2 separate regions of the Lactuca sativa genome follow, and region 2 is linked to region 1. The links are chromatin contacts, called in public Hi-C maps. All regions are on one chromosome and are shown on one strand. The core of a region is the stretch at or near the end of the contact, and the rest is flanking DNA. Distances in the headings are between cores, read along the strand shown. Region 1 holds the start of LOC111897263. Region 2 holds the start of LOC111897252.

Evidence for each region. Hi-C and Micro-C count contacts between places; a contact is called where the count stands out from the background.
Region 2: a contact with region 1 is called in a Hi-C map of leaf, with 3 times the contacts expected there. The contact joins the promoter of LOC111897252 here to the promoter of LOC111897263 in region 1. A contact is called at or near these places in 2 of 4 Hi-C or Micro-C datasets (both in leaf).

The regions. Positions count from the first base shown.
Region 1 is chr3:109,486,820-109,489,981 of Lsat_Salinas_v11, forward strand. LOC111897263 reads left to right here and starts at 1,444. Exons shown (of 4, transcript XM_023893226.3): 1 at 1,444-1,848; 2 at 1,927-2,106; 3 at 2,187-2,425; 4 at 2,496-2,798. The coding sequence starts at 1,543. The coding sequence ends at 2,736. LOC111897271 (folate transporter 1, chloroplastic) reads right to left here. Exons shown (of 11, transcript XM_023893232.3): 11 at 2,925-3,162. The coding sequence ends at 3,076.
Region 2 is chr3:109,793,859-109,796,898 of Lsat_Salinas_v11, forward strand. It overlaps LOC111897252, which reads left to right and starts at 1,762. Exons shown (of 6, transcript XM_023893216.3): 1 at 1,762-2,336; 2 at 2,433-2,847; 3 at 2,938-3,040. The coding sequence starts at 2,045.

The DNA.
Region 1 (3,162 bases), core at 194-2,693:
AATAATAGGAGATTACTGGTCAAATGTTGTTTCGGAAAGTGCACTTTTATGCTTTGGGGTTCATGGATGAGTGAAGAAAATTCATTCCAAATCAAATCTCTTATTAATGATCATAATTATGCTATAAATTTTAAGTTAGAATTAATTGTTAACTATGATTGGATTTGTAGCCATTACACACTTGAATTCCTACACAAACTGAAAATGAGTATTAGGCAACCTATGGAATAGGTGAAAAAGAAATTTGGAATAAATGTCAGTATAACATAGTGTAAGTATGACATAGTGTAGGAGGGACAAAACAATTTATCTGAAATATTATGTATCATGACAATTAACCTTATATTTTTTATTTTAAGCATATATATATATATATATATATATATATATATATATATATATATATATATATATATATATATATATATATATATTAAGTAACATATCAAATCGAAATAATAATTTTCATAAATCACATCAATTGACAAATAATTTAGTTTCATCTACAACCATAAATAACTTGGTTTTTTCTATGGATAATGACTTAAATGAGTAAAATACTTTGTTTTGATGTTCATATTTAGCCAATAATATTTTTTGTACACATTTTACCATTGAAGTTGTTTCAAATGCACCTAAAAAGATAATACTATCTATTGTTATAAGTAATATTATATTTTCTTAAATATGTGGAATAATTTCAATGGTCAAATGTATATAAAAAATGATCACACATATCCCCACATCCACACTCATCCCTAGCTATCACTATCTTGGCCCCTTGTTGTATATCGAATCCCTTCTTATGCCAAGTACTTAATACAAAGATCTTTATTAATATTGACTTTTAAACTCATAATCGTTTCTACCGAGTGTAGTTAATTGAGTCAAATAGAAATAATTTATAGGACTATGCCTATATAAAGGGATTGACTTGAAGGTGATCTCATTATCGTAAAAGGAAACATGACCACAAACATTCTTGGATGGTGGTTCGTGCCAATGATCATGGGTGTGGTCATGGTGCTGCTAGAGGGTCGACGATGAAACTTTATATGAAACTGTGTCATTTGGTTTCGATTGAAACTTGAAAGTACACTGATAAAAGTGAAAGAATCGCAACAATGGTGGTAAGTTTTTTTCTAACTGCATGTGAGTTCTTGAGTAGAAATTACATGAAAAACCGTGCGTTTGACTGTTTCTTATTTCTAAAATAACCAAAATAATAATAATAATAATAAATGGAAAAAAAAAAAGAAATGAGTAAACCGTCTTCCAAATCTATAATAAAAGTAAACCAAAAGGACCGTATCGATAATTTTTAAAACCGATTGGACTGTACCAAGCATATTAGCAAACTACATGGACCAAATTTACAATCTTCTCTAATATAAAAGAAGTATAAAAGAAGTAAAATCACATACGTGTTTGAAAATGGGGCCGTTGACCAGAATCACAATAAGTTTGAATGCAGCAAGTTTTAATTTTGACTTTCATGATCCAGTGTTCTAACAGGAAACAAACGTCTCTCCAGTTACAGACATGGAAATGGAATGGATGAAGAAGATGGGTGAAATAACTCACCATACAATCAAAACCAACGGAATATCGATGCATGTTGCAGAAAAAGGCAACGGACCTGTAGTGCTCCTCCTCCATGGCTTCCCGGAGCTCTGGTTTTCATGGCACCATCAGATCACTTACTTAACTAACCACGGTTACCGTGTCCTCGCACCTGACCTCCGCGGCTATGGCGATTCCGACTCCCCATCGTCTCCCTCTTCCTACACCTTCTTCCACATAGTCGGTGATCTCATTGGCGTTCTAGATCACTTCAATCAACAACAGGTATGTCATTTGTGTGCTTTAATGGCGATGAAGCTTTAATTAGCATTAGGGTTGATTTTGTGTACGCATGAATATCAGGTGTTTGTGGTGGGACACGATTGGGGCGCACACGCCGCCTGGCATCTGAGTCTTTTCCGGCCAGATAGAGTCAAAGGAATCGTTGCTCTCGGTATTCCGTTGTTTCCTAGATCCCCAATCAGTCCAACTCAGTTATTCACCAAATCGTTTGGAGATAATTTATACATCACTCAGTTCCAGGTTCTTCTTCTTCTTCTTCTTCTTTCTCTCACTGTGTTTACATGGAGATGAGTTTCATAAAGTTTAGGAAATTAATATAGGAATTGGGAAGAGCAGAGAGGGCTTTTGCGAAATACGATTGCTTGACTGTAATCAAAAAGTTTTTGCTGATCAACCATGGCGATGTACTGGTAGCACCTTCTGGAATTGAGATTATCGATCACATGGAAACTCCTTCATTGCCTCCATGGATTACTGAAGATGAGCTTCAAGCGTATGCAGATAAGTTTCAGGAGACTGGATTTACTGGAGGCTTAAATTACTATCGTGCTATGGATCTGTAAGTTTCAAAACACAGATATTGGATCTGATTTGTAATTTTGTTTATACTTATTTTTGTAATTTTGAAGGTCGTGGGAGCTTGAAGCGCCATGGCAAGGGGCAAAGATTAAAGTTCCATCGAAGCTGATTATTGGAGACGAAGATAATGGGTTTAAAAGCTGGACGAAAGAATTTGTTGAGAGTGATGTTATGAAAGAATTGATTCCTGATATTGAAGTTGTGATGATCAAAGGCCACCATTTTATTCATCAAGAGAAACCTCAACAAGTTTCTGATCACATCTTATCTTTTCTTCACAAACTTGCATAAAGACTTTATATGATTTATTAAGAAACACAAATTTTAGTTATTTATTACTATCTACCATAAAATGTCTAATTCATAATAAAGAAACCAATTAACTTTTTTAAAATTGTCAATCTTACAAGAAACAAATAGTGGGATTAAAGAAAAATCAAAATGAATGAATCTTTCAAATTGTTGGAAGACATTCGAAGTAGAAAAAAAAAAAGTTAACTATGAAGTTTGTTGTTCTTTTGAAGTACATAGTTTATCAAAAAACAACAATAAATACTTGCTTCCTACTTAATACTAAATACTAGATATACCATTTAGTGATATTATTATACATGTAAAAATTGTTAGGTCTTAATCAGCTCTTGGTAATGTGAGCATATTGAGAATATTTTCGTATACAACAAATGTGAGTGAAGCAGAAGGAAGATTCTTGAGAAG
Region 2 (3,040 bases), core at 512-3,011, 310 kb after region 1:
TGATTAATCTGAGATAGATGTGGAGCATAAATGTTAAAAAAAACTCCATAAAAACAAATGTAAACCAAAAAAAAAAAAAAAGAAAAAAAAAAAGAAAAGATAAACTCTACAAATTTAAGAAAGTCTTGAAATTACCCCCTAAATTCTTTAAAGAACTTTTTAATTAATACTCTACAAATAAACTATACAAATAAAGGTGACCTCCCCCTAAAAAAATAAACTCTACAAATAAGTGTATATATTAATTAAAACATATGGACTTAAGGAAAAGGATGTTTTTAGGAGTTTGGCCATAGTTTCCAAAATTGACTGTTCTGGTCCCATATTGTTTGATTTGTTGAATTTCACCATTTTTTACTTTTATTCACCATTTTGTAAAGATTATACTTTTGGTTTTCTTCTTTTATATATTAACACACAAATTAATATATACATATTAAAAGCATATAGACTTAAGGAATAGAAAAGTTGATGTGCTTAAGAGTTTGGCCACAATAGTTTCAGAAATTGACTGTTTTGGTCCCTCATTGTTTGGTTTTGTTGAATTTCACCATATTTTTTTTTTTACTTTCATTCTGTTGGGTTTTGACCACACCACTTTTTAAATGTTACATTTTGGCCCTTCTTCTTTTATATATTAATACACAAATCTTTAGGGAATAATAAAGTCTTATTTTTTTGGATTTTGACCACACCATTTTGTAAAAGTTATACTTTGGTTTTTTACTTTTCAATCCTCATCTAAATAAATATTTTTAAAAAATAACACTTTGGCATAATACTCATTATACTTTAACATATATGTTTTTTTATTTTTTTATTTTTTTGTTTTGATATATTATATAGAGCTATGCAAAAAACCGTACAAACCGCACAAAATCGCACTGCATAATGTGGTTTAGAATTTCGTGGTGCGGTTTGCTGTTCATCATTTTATTAAAACGCACTACGCGGTGTGGTTTGCGGTTTGTATTTATATAATTGCAGTTAAAACCGCACCGCACCGCATGTTATATATATATATATATATATATATATATATATATATATATATATATATATATATATATATATATATATATATATATATACTTTGTTATAACTTCAAATCACGATTTAGAAATGATGTATATAAATATATTTCTTACAATAACCAAATATCTATAACATAACATGAAATCACTATTAGATCAAGATCTCATTGTTTACAAGAATATAATAACTATAACGGCAATATAAAACAATAACAATGATACTTACAAAACTATAGTAGCATGAATCACAATTTATTAAAAATGATTTAACTTGAAATTTGTATTTGTTTTTATAAAATGAAAGCAATCAATTTTTTTAACCCGGTCAGGTTTTTGGTTTTTTGATATATTTAATGTTGAATAATTCATCAAACCGCACAAACCGTAACTAAACCGCATCACGCAGTTTTGAACATTTGTGGTGCGGTTTGCGATTTCTAAAATATTCAAACCCTATATGCGGTATGGTTTGCGGTTTTGACTCGAAACCGCATCAAACCGTACCGCACACACCCCTAAATTATTATGTATTGAATTTGTAGTGTATTTCTTTACCATTTGTATTTTAATTGATGAATTTAAAGATCCGTAGCTTTTGTTTATTTTAAAAATAAAAGTAAAAAGAAAAAAAATCCGGGACCAAAGACAGACTTTTTTTTTTACTACTTATAATATAAAATTTGAAAATATTAAGGACTTTATTATTATAACGTCTACCATAAAAGATGTCACTTTTTGGTAACACAATTCGGCGGACCCAAAGCTCGAAGCTTTTTTTCATGGTCGGCTCTCGCATATTACCCACAGATCAATATTCCATACACAAATTTCCATTTCAATCTCACCGGAAAGATTTCAATTTTCAAGCTCTGCTTTTTCAGCAATCCTTACAAGTGTCCATCTCTCTATACGTCGATCAGATGCGCATGACAAGATTTCAAGGAACCCTAGATCAATGTCGAGACTTGGATCATCTCAAATAGTCACACCCTCTTTCACAGATCCTAACCATGGCGAAGCAGTCCATGGGATCCTCAACATTCTTCTTCCACAAGAAGAAGCGATGGCTTCTGGTTCTGTTAGCCTTGCTATCCATCTCGACGGCGGTGGCGTTTATTATCAGGGCCGCTTATGATTCCTCATGTGATCGCCGTCTCTTCGATGTCCCTGATGCAGGTAAACGGTTTCAATCGACGGTGAATCCGAAGGCGTCGCCTCCGCCTAAAGTCAAAGTAGCGAATCCTCTCAGTTTCATGAAGTCCAAGCTTGTTCTTCTCGTTTCTCATGAACTCTCTCTTTCTGGTAACTCTTCAATTCTTCATTCCATTAGGGGGAAATGATGTAATCGACATTCTGATACCTTTTACCCCCTTTTCAATTTGTTGATTTGTCTTTCAGGTGGTCCATTGCTTTTAATGGAACTAGCGTTTCTATTGCGAGGTGTTGGTGCTGAAGTTTGTTGGATAACACTTCAAAAGCCACCGGGGAAAGAGGAGGTGATTTACAGTTTGGAGAACAAGATGCTGGATCGTGGAGTACAGGTCTTCTCTGCTAAAGGTCAAGAAGCTATAACCACCGCCATTAAAGCCGATTTGCTTGTTCTAAACACTGCCGTCGCCGGAAAATGGCTAGACGCTGTTCTGAATAAAAACGTCCCTCAAATTCTCCCAAAAGTGTTATGGTGGATTCATGAAATGCGAGGTCATTACTTCAAATTGGATTACGTCAAGCATTTACCAATGGTAGCTGGGTCTATGATCGATTCCTACGTTACAGCTGAATATTGGAAAAACAGAACTCAAGAACGATTAAAGCAAGCTCTTTTCTGTTTCCCAATCTCTTTTTACACCTAAAATAAACTTTCCCATTTCTTTAATTTAACAATTCACGCTTAAATTTCCAGGATTCAGATGCCAAAAACTTACGTTGTTCATCTCGGAAACAGTAAAGAACTCATGGATGTCGCAGAAGATAATATAGCAAAAAGGGTTTTAAGGGAGCATGTT